2 separate regions of the Canis lupus genome follow, and region 1 is linked to region 2. Evidence: chromatin contacts called from public Hi-C data. All regions are on one chromosome and are shown on one strand. Each heading gives the region's core, a stretch centred on a gene start, on an enhancer-like site or on the middle of the called end of the contact. The rest is flanking DNA. Distances are from core to core; before and after follow the strand shown. Region 1 overlaps LOC111090049 (a long non-coding RNA gene). Region 2 holds the start of CDK17 (cyclin-dependent kinase 17).

Evidence for each region. A called contact is a pair of places that touch in the nucleus more often than the background predicts.
Region 1: a Hi-C map of blood shows a contact between it and region 2, with 4 times the contacts expected there. The contact joins the enhancer-like site here to the promoter of CDK17 in region 2. A contact is called at or near these places in 2 of 9 Hi-C or Micro-C datasets (both in blood).

Annotation. Positions count from the first base shown.
Region 1 is chr15:36,462,681-36,469,726 of UU_Cfam_GSD_1.0, forward strand. It overlaps LOC111090049 (a long non-coding RNA gene), which reads left to right. Exons shown (of 4, transcript XR_005370578.1): 2 at 1,858-3,359; 3 at 4,227-4,354; 4 at 4,550-4,894. Among named protein-coding and RNA genes, the nearest start is that of CFAP54, 36 kb to the right of the region's middle. Within about 2 kb of position 2,046, at least 2 of the 20 cell types and tissues checked have an H3K27ac peak or open chromatin away from gene starts, as enhancers often do. A contact at or near this core is called in blood, where this site is marked.
Region 2 is chr15:36,425,278-36,431,718 of UU_Cfam_GSD_1.0, forward strand. CDK17 (cyclin-dependent kinase 17) reads right to left here and starts at 2,420. Exons shown (of 17, transcript XM_038558706.1): 1 at 2,282-2,420. It overlaps LOC106559785 (a long non-coding RNA gene), which reads left to right and starts at 3,004. Exons shown (of 2, transcript XR_005370577.1): 1 at 3,004-3,125; 2 at 3,402-4,922.

The DNA.
Region 1 (7,046 bases), core at 796-3,295, 37 kb after region 2:
TTCTTTTTTCCTTAAATAAACTTTATTTTTAGAGCAATTTTAGGTTCACAGAGCAAAATTGATCAGAAAGTACAGAGATTTCCCATATATTCCTCGCCCCTCCCCACACACAGCCTCCTCCACTATCAATATCCTACACTGGAGGGGCACATTTGTTACAATCGATGAAACTGTATCACTATTACCCAAACTCAGAAGAGGTTTTATTTAAAAACAAATTTTTTTTAAAGATTCTATTTATTTGAGAGCGAGAGAGAGCATGAGCAGGGGCAAGGGGCAGAAAGAGAGGGAGAAGCAGACTCCCCGCTGAGCAGGGAGCCTGATGCGGGACTCAATCCCAGGATCCTGGGATATGACCTGAACTGAAGGCAAATACTTGGTTGATTGAGCCACCCAGGTGCTCCTCAGAGGAGTTTTTTATTTACTTTTGTTTGCTTAATAGATTGGTTGATTGGCTGATGAAAGTAGTCAAGGTATTTCCTATTAAATCACAAATCTGAGCGTCTGTAAGAACCTAACTACTTAAATTCCCCAAACGCATGATTATCTTATTGTATGCTAGATTATTCCTCTCCACTTACGTTTTTATTAAAATAGTTCATTTATTCATGAGAGGCACACAGAGAGAGGCAGACACAGGCAGAGGGAGAAGCAGGCTCCATGTAGGGAGCCCATTGCGGGACTCAATCCCAGGACCCCTGGAATCACAACCTGAGCCAAAGGCAGATGTTCAATCACTGAGCAACCCAGGCGTCCCTCCACTTAAGTTCATACATGATTGTGTCTGTTTCTGTTTAATATCGTGCGCTTTCAAAAAATTAATCTAAAAGATGTATTGCTGAATTGAAGGCCTTTTCTGGGTGGGGTGCAGGCATATAAAGAAGTAAGCCAGGGGCACCTGAGTAGCTCAGTTGGTTAAGGTCTGCCTTCAGCTCAGGTCATGATCTCGGGGTCCTGGAATCGAGCCCCACATCAGGCTCCCTGCACAACAGGGAGCCAGCTTCTCCCCCCCCCCCGCCCCTCCCACTGCCTGTGCTCTCTCACTGTCTCTCTCCTGTGTTCTCTCTCTCTCTCAAAAAAAAGTAAACTATATAACCTTCCAGAATTATTACAAAAGCATACAGACCCAAACAGGAATGCAAGAATTAAGAAGTCACACAACAAAACAGCACAAAATGTGCTCAGCGAAATGATCTATGGCTAAGGGAGAAGTAGATATGAGAAATACTATAAGGTTAGTGCAATTTCTTTGTACCTAGAATAATCAGGGAAGATTTGACGGAGAAACAGCAACTTGAACATGAATTATGGTTAAGTCATGGAGGGAAGAATAGCAATAGGGAGATCATTTTGGATGACCTAGCCTGAGCCAAAGCTCTGGAACTTGGGACACCACATGCACACAGTTTTGTTTTGTTTTGCTTTTTTGTTTTTTGTTTGTTTGTTTGTTTTTAAATGATAGTAGTAAGATAGTTTGAGACAAGTTCTGGAAAGGTAGGTAGGGACCTTGAGCCTTATTTAAGGCTTTCAAACCATTTGCAAATAAACTAGAATTCCATTCAGTAATTAAGGGAAAGTCATTGGCATTTTTGAGTAGGGCAGTCACGTGTCCTATAGGGAAAGTCTCTAATGAAATGTCTCCAACATACCCTTACCCTGGCCTAAATCCGAAGACATTCTCCCCATCCTCCCATGGAAATGTCTGTATCAGCTGACCGAATTCTCAAGGAGCCCATGTCCCTCGAAACAGATCTTGGGTCTTTCTGGAGGAAAGCAGTTGGTGGATCAGCAGGGGCTGGTTGTGAAGGAAATAGTTTAACTATTGGCCCTCTCTCTCTCTCTCTCTCTCTTACACAGGATGAAGCATTTTAAAGGTCTGGGCAGTTAAGAAGCGGTTTTTAAAGTCTGAATGGAGATGAAGTTGGTGGAGAACCCTGAATCACTAGCCCCTGATGGGAAGGTGGCAGCGTTTATCAGCAGCATCTAGGAGCCCAGGGCCAGCGCCTATGACATCACGTCCTCTCCTGTCTGCTATCAGTTGGATGCAACAGGAAATTGACGAAGGTGCTAGGCAGTTTCCTTTCTGCTCTGACCCGACCAGCTTCCTCTGCAGCTTGCTCCCGGCTTATTGTAAAGGAAAATCATGAAATACCAGTCCGTTTCCTCCAGTTGGATCAAGCCTAGGACAAGGAAGGAAAAACACATTTCTAAGATTAGTCAGTTTCCCTTTGCAGTTGTGGGGTTGGTTCCGGGCCTCCAGCTGACCCTTCTCTTCGACGTGTATGGCTCGCAGCTCAGCTTTACATCATAGGCACGATAAGGACTTGTGGCAAAGTGAGCAAACGCGTGTTATGTAATTCTTGGAGGAAATCACGGGTTCATTCATGGGAAAGCTGCCCCATGACGAACAGCTTATCTGATTAGCTTTCTATTCTTCTCTGACTTCTGTCGAACTCGTTGGTTCCAGGAGGTCAAACAAAATGCAGGTACTTCTAATGGGTGTACCTGGCTGAGTTCTTTTGCTCTTTTCTCAGTCTCAGACTGAGACTCAGAAGGAGCCGTTTCAATGGAGAATCTTTATGTAAAATTGACAAACGAATGGAGTCAGTTTAGTGAAAGAGCCAGGCTGGACTACTCCAAAGAGCAGGAAGTTATGTCTGGTGTCCCAGAAGGAAATGTGAATTCTGTTGGGTATGAGAGGGAGATGCTATTACCTGTTGGAAAACGTAACGGAGAGACTGGCATCCAGGGAATGCAACTGGCTTACTTTGTAGAAGTAATTCAACTTGAAGATGGGAATTACCACTTAAAATACCCTTTCAGGGGGCTCCTGGGGTGGGGGGGCTCAGGTCATGATCCCAGGGTCCTGGGATGGAGCCCTGCATTAGGCTCCCTGCTCCCTGTGGGGAGTCTACTTCCCCCTCTCCCTCTGCCTGCTGCTCCCTCTCCTCGTGCTCTTTTTCTCTCTCTCTCCCAAATAAATAAATAAAATCTTTAAAAAATCCTTTCAGCAAACTTAACAATGTGCAGGAACAATGCATCGGTGTTCACACTGAATGGGACTATATTAATTTAGCAGGTGGACGGTTCTTCATCACATTCCATTTCCTGTTATTTTAACGTACCTGTTTTTAATTTCCCTTTGAAAAGTTTCCTCATTTCTGTATTCATAGCTATTATTAAAATAATATTCCCACCAATTTCTCTTGTATAGCTTTGTATGATCTCTAATATTTATACTGTAAAAATTCCTCTAGCTAAGACATCAACTGTGCTGAAATGGGTAATGTGTTAAGAATATGACTATCTGCAGCTTTGAGATATGAACAGTTGATAAACAGACTGGAAGCATAAATAAGGTAAGAATTTGAGGTTTAACTTTCATAGCATTTGGAGCAGCCACTGTAATAGGCATCTGGGAAGGAACAGATTTGCGGGGGCTGTGGCATCCTCCTCCTCTTTTTCCTGGGGACTAATTATCTATTACTTTACAGACTTGCCAAAATACTGTGGAGCTCTTAAAAACAACTTGGTTGATCAACGAGCAGTAGCATTATTAAACTAAAAAAACAAAAGAGCTTGCACAAATATGGGGCTTACTAATCTTTCCAGGGGATCTGTAGACTTTTTCCTAACACAAGAATATGTGATACATACCAAAGGTATGTACCTTTTCTTTTGGAAGATAAATCATATCTGTGCAGAGGCATGAATACCCAGAAGTTTTTACTTAATTATCCTGAATCAGTAAAAGGATTTCCACTGTCATCCTTCACAAACACCATCATGTCCCATTTTTAACAAAAATCTATTGAATTAGGTGCCAGGCTGGCTATGCTATTGCCATTGGGATTGACCCAGTGAGCAAGGCAAGGTTTCCATTCTTGTGGAGTTTATCAAGATTTTGAAAGAGTGAGCATGAGAGAGTACAGAGAGAGGGAGAAACAACTCCCAACAACAACAACAAAAACAAAACAAAACAAAACAAAAACCAACAACTTGGGTGAACTTGCCTCACTAACATTTAGAACAAAAATAGGGCAGGTTATTAATTTAATGTGGTCAAAATTTCAGCCAGTCTTATATCCACTGCATTGAAAATGGTTTACATTTTCTGAGTAACCTGTGAATATTTTATGATATATACTTCGATAGACCTACCATACTTGTGCGAATGTTTTAGGTCTGTTTTGCCCCCATCCCTCCATCTTTTTCATCTTCCTCAGGTGTTGACATCAAGGGTGCTCATTAATAAACATCCTGCATACTACAAACTCTGTGGCAAGAGCCTGCTTCCCAGTGAACTCAGCCATCAACAGTGACTCTGTTAAAAGCATCATTGACCAACTAGAGTGTGAGTCAAAGGACAGGGTGAAAGGGATGGAGGATCCTATCATATGAGGAGGGGCTGAAGGGGGGAGCAAGAAATAGGGAGGAAAAGCTTGTGTAACATGCTGACTGATTGCATAGACTCAAACCCTCATTTGAACACCTACTAAATGTGAGAGCACAGCAAATGTCTTAACCTCTCTCTGCCTCAATTTTCCAGGGTGCCAATGACAATAATAGCCCCTTGGGTTGTTGAGAAAGTTAAGTAAAACACATTGAAGACTGCCTGGCTGATAACAGTTAAGTAAAACACATTGAAGACTATCCTGGCTGATAACAGGCAAGTGTTTGCTGTTATTATTACTACTCTACTCATCAGGTAGGTGAAGGATTATTCTGAACAAAAGGGTCTGACCTGTTTGAATGGCTCTAGAGGGAGTTACTAGGACCAGAGGGTAAGAACCATAGCAAGCTTGACTTTGGCTCAAAGATTAGATCTGACAGGGAAGTGTTTGGCTCCTTGTCACCCGAGCTTGGGACTCCTTGATAGGGATGTTAAGGGTTGAGGATGGACTGGGCTGCAAATAGATGAGTTCTCTGACTCTATGACAGTAAGCCTCTCCTCCCATTATGAAAGGGAGGACATTCTCCTTCCTCCTAAGATCAGCTGTGGGCTTGAAGGAAGAAAGAAGCAGGGCAGCCCCGGAGGCTTAGCGGTTTAGCGCCGCCTTCAGCCCGGGGTGTGATCCTAGAAACCCCGGAATCGAGTCCCGCGTCGGGCTCCATGCACGGAGCCTGCTTTTCCCTCTGCCTGTATCTCTCTCTCTCACTCTCATTCACTGTGTCTCTAATAAATAAATAAAATCTTAAAAAAAAAAAAAAAAAAGAAGCAGAAATCAGAGCTCCAGCTCACAGTGATTTGAACACCTTTTCTCCCAAACAGAGGCAGAGTGCCCTTGGCATGCACCAAGCCATCTTCTTACATCCTCTGCCTTTTCCCTTCCTGTCATCCCCAATGAGATAAAGGCATTTGGTGGGTATGTAGGCTCGGGCTGGTTAAAATTATGAGTTGGACCAAATATTTCTTTCTTTCCTCATTCTTTTCTGCTTTTTGCCATTTTCTCCTCAAATTTTGACAGAGAAATAATCTTGGAGTTAAGAGGCTTATGATTTAGCATAGTGAAATTCTACTTCTGTGGCTATGAACAAATGGAGGAATCTCTCTGAGCTAAGCTAAGCTCTTACTTTCGTAAACGGTGTCTTTCTGTGGATGTGGTAATGCAGGAGTTGTGGTAGGTAATATTCAAGATTTCTTCAATTTACAACATTCCATTTCAGGTTAAGACACCAAATCTACAGGGTATACAGCACCTTTATGGTTTCATTTAACTGCTAAGGTCCCTCTGTCACAGCTTTTTTTTTTTTTTTTTTTTTTTTTTTACAGAGAACTTGATCCTTAATAGACTTTTAGATTATGTGTTAAAATGTATGTGGAAGGTATTTTATTCCTTTGGGAATCCACTTTTAGTAGTTTGTTATTAAGTTGTAGTTTAACTGTTAAATCAATCCATGGATTTGTCTATTAGAATATCTTCCTCAGAGGAGACAAACTTTGCTAACATTCTAGGGTACATTATTTAACCCCAAAAGTGACATAAATGGTAACAACATCGCAGTATATGGAGAAGAATTTAGGGGACAATGGCCTTCAATGGCCTGTGCATATTGTAATCACCATTCTAACTGTGCAGTGTAATCAGCTATTTAGTTTACCTGTTCATGCGATTAACCCATGACAGTACATAGCATCAGTGGTGGTAAATGGACTAGCACAATATTTGAGAATAAAGACTTTGGATTAGAAAGCTCTTTAAACAGAACCCAGGGACAGCCCCGGTGGCGCAGTGGTTTAGCGCCGCCTGTGGCCCGGGGTGTGATCCTGGAGACCTGGGATCGAGTCCCACGTTGGCTCCCTCCATGGAGCCTGCTTGTGTCTCTGCCTCTCTCTTGGAATGAATAAATAAATAAATCTTTAAAAAAAAAAAAAAACAGAACCCAGATTCAATCTCTTTCGGCCTATGTGACACTAGCCATTGCTAAGTCTCAGTTTTTGAATTTATAAAATAAGGTTGTTGTGAAAAATATTTCAAATCAGCAAGTATACATCATGTGTCTGGCGCATAGTGAGTACTCAACAAATGGTGTTTTTTATTCTCATCATTATTAGAAACTTGAAAATGGCTAACTGGTTGATTTTCTTCTTGATCTCAAGATCAGATTGTCTCCACATAAAAAAAGAATGCAGCCAGCTATTGTTTCACTCACATTAATTTACAAGGCAAATATTCTTAACCCTAACTCAGTACAAACTCAGGAAAAAGTTGGTGAATATGAATAGATTTTGGTTAATCCACAGTGGCCAATTAGCCAAGGCTACTTCAGCTTTAGTTCTATTAAATTTGGCAAGATAGTTTTCTTGGCTTGCTTTTCACAAAGTCACATCCCGGAAACAGCTTGTCTTACCTCTTATCATTCAGGAGTGACTCAAATACTGAAGATCAGGGCTTTATTTCAGTAGCAATGATTTGCAAGGGAAGGGTGAACAGAGCCGCCTTGAAAGCTCTTGACAAGATAAACTCAGTGGTTTTTAATTGGTTTGGCTTTGACCATCCTGGCTGATAAGATAATCAATAATTAGCTGGTTAATCCATGCAAAA
Region 2 (6,441 bases), core at 1,170-3,669:
TTTGGAAAATACAGAACTGTATTTTTATTCAGCCATAAATCCTACCACCCAGAAATCTTACTTAACTTTTTAGTAGATTTCCTTCAGAGAATTAAACTTCAATAATCTAATTAAACACTAATAAATACCCAGGGGAAAAAAAAAAAAAAAAACAATGTACCTTTATTTTGGCCTTTTGAGAAGTATTATATAAAAACATTGATTATTAATGATACAACCTGTTAATTTTACAAGGATATCTGAAAAGTGTTAAGTGGTGAGGGTGGGATAGGGAGTCCCACAGTTCGGAGACTGGTCCCTAGGCTGAAATCCCCTTCACAATTTTTATAGCTTCAAATACTTGAATGGCAGCAAGATGTGACTGTTTTTAGAATGATATCAATAGTAACTTCGCTACATCAAACAGGCTTTACTTTTAATTTCTTTCCATTCATAATTCAGTATCTCCTTCCTTTCGCTGTAAATATATATCTATACATACATACATACATACATATATATATTTTTAAACAGCTTAAATTCAAAGACTCAACTATTTTCTTTGAGGTCCAGCATTCAAACTGTTAGTGTTTCTGGCCTAGGAGACAGTCCACCAGGTAAAACGATAATATTTTTATATTCCAAAATTCTCCATCATAAAAAGACCATTCCCTAAAGATAGCCACATTTTTTTTCTTTTGTTACAACCCTCGTACATCTAAGTATGCAGATGCTAGAATTACAGAGACTGATACGACTTCATCCACAAACAAAAAACCAATAAACTACTGCCGGCAAATTTTTTTTTCCTTCTTAAAATTTGCTTGAACCTATTTCTAGCTTCGACAGAGGCTTTCGTTAACTCAAGGCATCAAAGGTCTTAAAACCAACCCCATTCATTATTCTCCTCTGCCCGGTGGTCAACAAAACAAGTCGAAAATACAGTAGCGCGAATGTGTTCCTTTGACCTTCTTACACAAGCGCCTTTTGAAAGAAATCCCTCAACAAAGACTCAAGAAAGAATCCGTAAAGTTTGGGGAAAGCATTGTCTGTCACTGATAAGTGACAGCAGGTCTGGCTGCCGGGGATACACTCCGCTGACCCTAAGGAAGAGCCGAGACTCGAAACAAAATTCGCCACTTTTGTTATCTAGAAAATTTGGCGGAGAGGTGATAAAGCTCCATGACCAACGACGTGACTCTGATGGACGAATTAATACAGACGGCGGAGGAGCGCCACGGGTTTCGGCTACGCTTCTGCCGTTTTTGAAAGAAAAGCTAATTGTTAGCGGCCATGTGACATTACAGGAGCCCAGAAAGGAAAGGGTGGGAGGGAGGGAGAGGAGTTCAAGGCAGTTCAGGGTCAGAGCGAGCTCAGGCATCCTGTCATTAGCTCACGCTCCCCGCAGGCTGGAGGCAAAACACTGCTTACCCGAAAAAGGAGTGGGTGAGAAGTGGGCAGAGAACGGTGGGGAGAGAACGCGGGGGGGGGGGGGGGGCACGCGGCGGCGAGGGGCGGGGGGCGGGGGACCCGGGGCCAGCCCGCGGACTTGGGGAGCGAAGGCACCGGCCACAAAAACGCTGAGAAAAGCAACTGCCACGGAGACGACAACCCCGGGCGGCTGCCCAGGCCCCCTCCCCGCCGGCTCCCCGGGTTTCCCGCACTCGCGGCCCCTCCGCCGCGGCCCCGCGCTCAGGGGTGTGACCCGCCGGCGGGAGGCCGCGCTCAGCTTTGTCTCGGCGGCTCCCCACGCGCGGGCTCCCGCTCCTCCCCCGCGCCCGCCACCCGCTCACACCCCCCGCGTCTCCAAGGAGCTGGGAGCGCCGCGGCCGCCGCCGCCGCCGCCGCCGCCGCCGCCTCCGCCTCGTCGCCCACCTCCCGCAGCCTCGCGCCCTTCCTTCCCCGCGGCCCCGCCCCCGCCCCCGCCCCCGCCGGGGGGAATCTGTGTCTCGGGGGACTTTCGGCCTCCTCGCGCCCCCCCGCCTCCCCCGGGGTCCAGGTGGGCAGCGAGCCCCGGGGGTGGCGGCGACCGCGCGCGCCTCCGCGAAGGAGCCCGTCACCTCCCCACAGCCCAGCCCAGCCCAGCCCAGCCCCGGAAATGCCCCGGCGCCCCGGGGATCGCGCGCGGGGCCGGGGGCCACCGGCACCCGCGAGCCCCCCCGGCCGCGCCTGCCTCTCTCAACTTCCCGGCCGGGCCTGAGCCCGCGGCGCCCCGCCACGGCCGCCCTCCCGCCCCGCGGGGCTCGCGAGGGTCCGCCGGGCGGCAGGGAGAGCCCCGCGCGGTCGCCAGCCGCCAACTCACCAGCGAGCGCGGGGGCCGCGTCTCCAGGCGAGGCGCGGAGGGTGAGCGGCTCCGCCGACGCCCGCGGCGACCGGATGCAGGTCCGGGTCCCAGCGGCCGGCGGGGGACCCACGGCGCCTCCGAGGCGCAGGCCTCCGCTGCCGCCTTCCGGCCCTCGCCCGGGTCCGGAGCCTTCGGGAGGGGCCGCGGGTGCCTCACGCGTTGCCGAGCCCCCCGGACAACATGGCTCCCGGGCCGCCGGGCCGCCGGGCCGCCGGGCCGCGCGGGCAGCCCACTAATCCCCTCGGAGGGGCCCGGGCGGGAGCGAGGCCGGGCAGGGAGGTGCCGGCGCTCGGCTGAGGCGGCCCGCCCGGACCGGGGCTCCTTCTTCTCTGCGGCCGGACCCGGAGGAGCTCGGGAGACCGCGGGCGGCCGCTCCCGTTCGCTGCGTGTGCGTCGCTTTCTCGCTCGGCGACTGCGGATTGACGCCTCCGCCTGTTCCCCGGAGGAGAGCGAGCGAGCGAGCGAGCGAGCGAGAAAAAAGACTTTTATTGAAACGATCCAACCAGCAGCAGCGGAGAAAAGCGACCCGCCGCGGGAGCTTCCCCCACCCCCGCCTGAGCGGCTCGCGGCGGGCAGCGCGACCCCTGCTGGCGGCGGCCGCGGGGCGGGGCCGGCGGGCCGGGGGCGGGGCCGGGGCGGGGCCCGGAGGGCGGGGCGGGGCGGGGTATCCCCGGGAAACCCCCCGCCCGGGGGTGGGGGCCCTGCTCCCGGCGGCCGAGCTCCTGGAGCCGCGGGAGGGAGGTGAGAGGGCGAGAAGGTTCGGTAGAGCCACTCCGCGGGCATCGGGAACGAGATTACCCCGGTAATTCGGCCCCTTCATCCTCCTCCCACCCCCCCCCTCCCCAACGAAACAAAAACTCTTGCTTAAATTACCCAAGTAATTATGTAATGAAGATACCAGTGCCGCAGTTCTCTACCAAAAGGTTTTCTGGAGAAAAGGGCCCACACCTGAGCCTGTTGTTGGCCCCTTTGCTCCTCTATTGTGGGTGCCTGGGTGGGCAGCTGTGCAGCAGTCATTCCCGCACGCAGGCAGCGTTTGTTCATTTCACCTTTTTATATCTTCTTGGCAATGCCCTAGGTCCTCAAAGGACTGCGTCGAGCTGGGGTGAGAGATGTTCAGTAAACGGTTATAATGAAATTCTGAATTTTATGAGAAAGGAAATACAAGGTGCTATAGGAGAGCGGAGAAGAACTTCTGTTGCCCTTGGTTAGGTTTTGTTTTCTTGGGGGGAGGGGGCGCCAAGAGGTTGGCCCAGTTTCTGTGAATGTTTTTACTTTGTTCTTTTCTCAGAGGCTAAAAGCTGGTTCAGGAATGAACAGCAGAGTGAAAGTGAAGACAAACTAAAGTAATACTGACCCATTTTTTCCCACTAATAAGGATAAAAGCAGAAAGTAAAAACAAACCCCTAGAGGGAGATAATGAGAGGATAGAAAAGACAAGAGTGGGGACCGGATGTGGACAACCTAAACAAGAAAAAATTTTAAACCACATAAAAAATCTGCTAAAGTGAGATATAAATATTTTTCCATTTTAATACTCAGAAATAGTCTTCGTAGATTTTTAATGCAATTTCAAATGTCCTAAGGACTTCTGCTAATTATCTTCTTGGATTCCTGGACGAATCCTTTCCCTCTAAAAATAATGCCTCTGGATTTCTTTCTCTCATTTTGTTGGGCAAAGTTGAATGTATCTATTGTAATAACCCAAAAAAGTCATACATTTCAATCCGATTTCCGTGCCTCTAAAATTAACCAGGATCCATAAATAAGCAACATTTATGCTCTGCACATATTTAACACTAGCTTATCATTTCTATACAAATGCAAATATAGAACACAAGCTTTCCTTTAGAACAAGTGTGCTTAAAAAAAAAAAAAAGTTAATGATGCTTTGTCAATTTGTCCAAGTTGGAGAACTTGTAACATGCCAAGAATATAGCATCACTATTACATAGCATCATTTTTAGAGGTCTTTTAGAGAACTAGAAAAATTAGTATTTATATAAGGCATGCTTACATGCCAAGCATCTTTCACATACTTGTCTTATTTTTAAAAAATAATTGTCCTTTTTCGATCCCTTAGTATATATTAAAAATCATGGGGCGCCTGGGGCAGGCTGCTTCTCCCTTTCCACTGCTTGCGTTCCCTCGTGCTCATTCTCTCAAATGAATAAATAAAATATTTTTTAAATCATTTTAAAAATCGTAATAAAAATTAATCTACAAGGGGTACCTGGGTCCCTCAGTCAAAGTATCTGCTTTCAGCTCAAGTCATGATCTCTGGACCCAGGATTGAGCCCCACATCTGGCTTCCTGCTTAGCGGGAGCTTGCTTCTCCCTTTTGCACTCCCCCTGCTTGTGCTCTCTCTCTCTCTCTCTCTGTGTCAAATAAATAAATAAAATATTTTTAAAAAGCGAATCTACAAAACAACATCCTGAGTTTCAAATCAATAATTCCTCTTTTATTTTATTAGATTGGAATTACTCCTTTAGAAAGCCAAAGATTGTCCTGATTGCCTCAACTGAAGCTGCTAAAGAGCACCCTTTTTTCTTCCTATATCTTTTATTACCATAATAAACATTTCATAATTAAAACTTAGGTAATGATTGTATAGATTTATTTATTCCTTCCATCAAAAAATATTTACTGACTATATATGATGTGCCAGGCACTGCTCTAGACACTGAAAATACAGAAATGAACAAAACAGACAAGATATTGCCCTCATGGAACCGTTTTCTAGTGGTAGAAACAAGCAATAAATCTGTAACTCATCTAAGGAATTCATAAGAACTTGTAATCATGAGAAATATACTGAAGAAAATGAAAAACTAATGGAAAAGAAATTGTGTGGGAGGAACAGAGCTTGGGGGTAAGGTTCAGAAAGACTTGATGAACAGCAGAGGCTAAAGCCTTGGGTTCTTTTCTTTATATCCCTCAGTAGATTATTTGATCACAAAAAGGTCACATGAAAGAAGAAAATGTGGTATATACACAGAGTGGAATACTATCAGCTACAAAAAAGGAGGAAGTGGTAAAAAACATGGATGAATCTAAAAAAAAAATGGATGAATCTTGAGAACGTTATACTAAGTGAAATAAGCTAATCATAGGACAAATACAGCATGGTTCCATTTATATGAAATATTCTAAATAGTCAAACTCAGAAACAGAAGGTAGAAGGGTGAGAGCCAGGGTTTGTGGGATGGGAGAAATAGGGAGTTGATGTTCAGCAGGTATAAGGTTTCAGTTATACAAAATGAATAAATTCTAGAGATCTGCTGTACAGATCTCTAGATCTGTGCCTGTAGTTAACAATATTGCACACTTAAAAATTTGTTAAGAGGGTAGATCTTATGACAATTTTTAAAAAGTCATATACAATCAAAATAATGAGTACATTTATTTAGTTACTCTTCTAAATTGATTTAAAGTTTGCCCATGATGTTTTTGGTCTGCTAAATTGGCTTTTTTTGGCTGGGTTGTAGTATAGACTTTTTTAACCTTATAAAGTAAATTACAAAATTACTTAGAGCATTTCCTAAACTATGGTTAATAAATATTCCCTAGCATATGGTGAGGAAGAGGGTTGAGAAAGAATTCCAAGATCAAATCCACTTGGGAAATGCCACATACTTCATCTCCCTTTGGAAAATTCACCATGTACATTTGTATATGAAAAACTCTGAGAAGTTCTGAGATTGAAAGTAATTTTCTTTCCAGTTAAACCAGTGTATCCCAAAATGTTTTGACCATAGAATAGCTTCATCACAGGATGTATATGAAGATATTGCGGGACACATGTGCTTATGAGCACGATTTGGGAAACTGGTCTCTTGGAGCGTTAGGTATTTACTCTCCAATCTGGGGACAAGGGGGTCCTTGAAAGGAGAGAGAATTTGAAGGTCATTGAATTTTGGACAGAGAGAGTAGAAGGGGATGTAGTCAGAAAATCTTCATTGTGCTTCACACTTTAAGAATGACATAAGCCTGAGAAACAAATATGAAACATTATCAAGTTACGAAATGGGAGAGACACTGAAGCCTGTTTTAAGTTGTTCTACATTAATGGTTCTCAAACAATGATCCCTAAATCAGTGGCGGCAGCAGTATCACT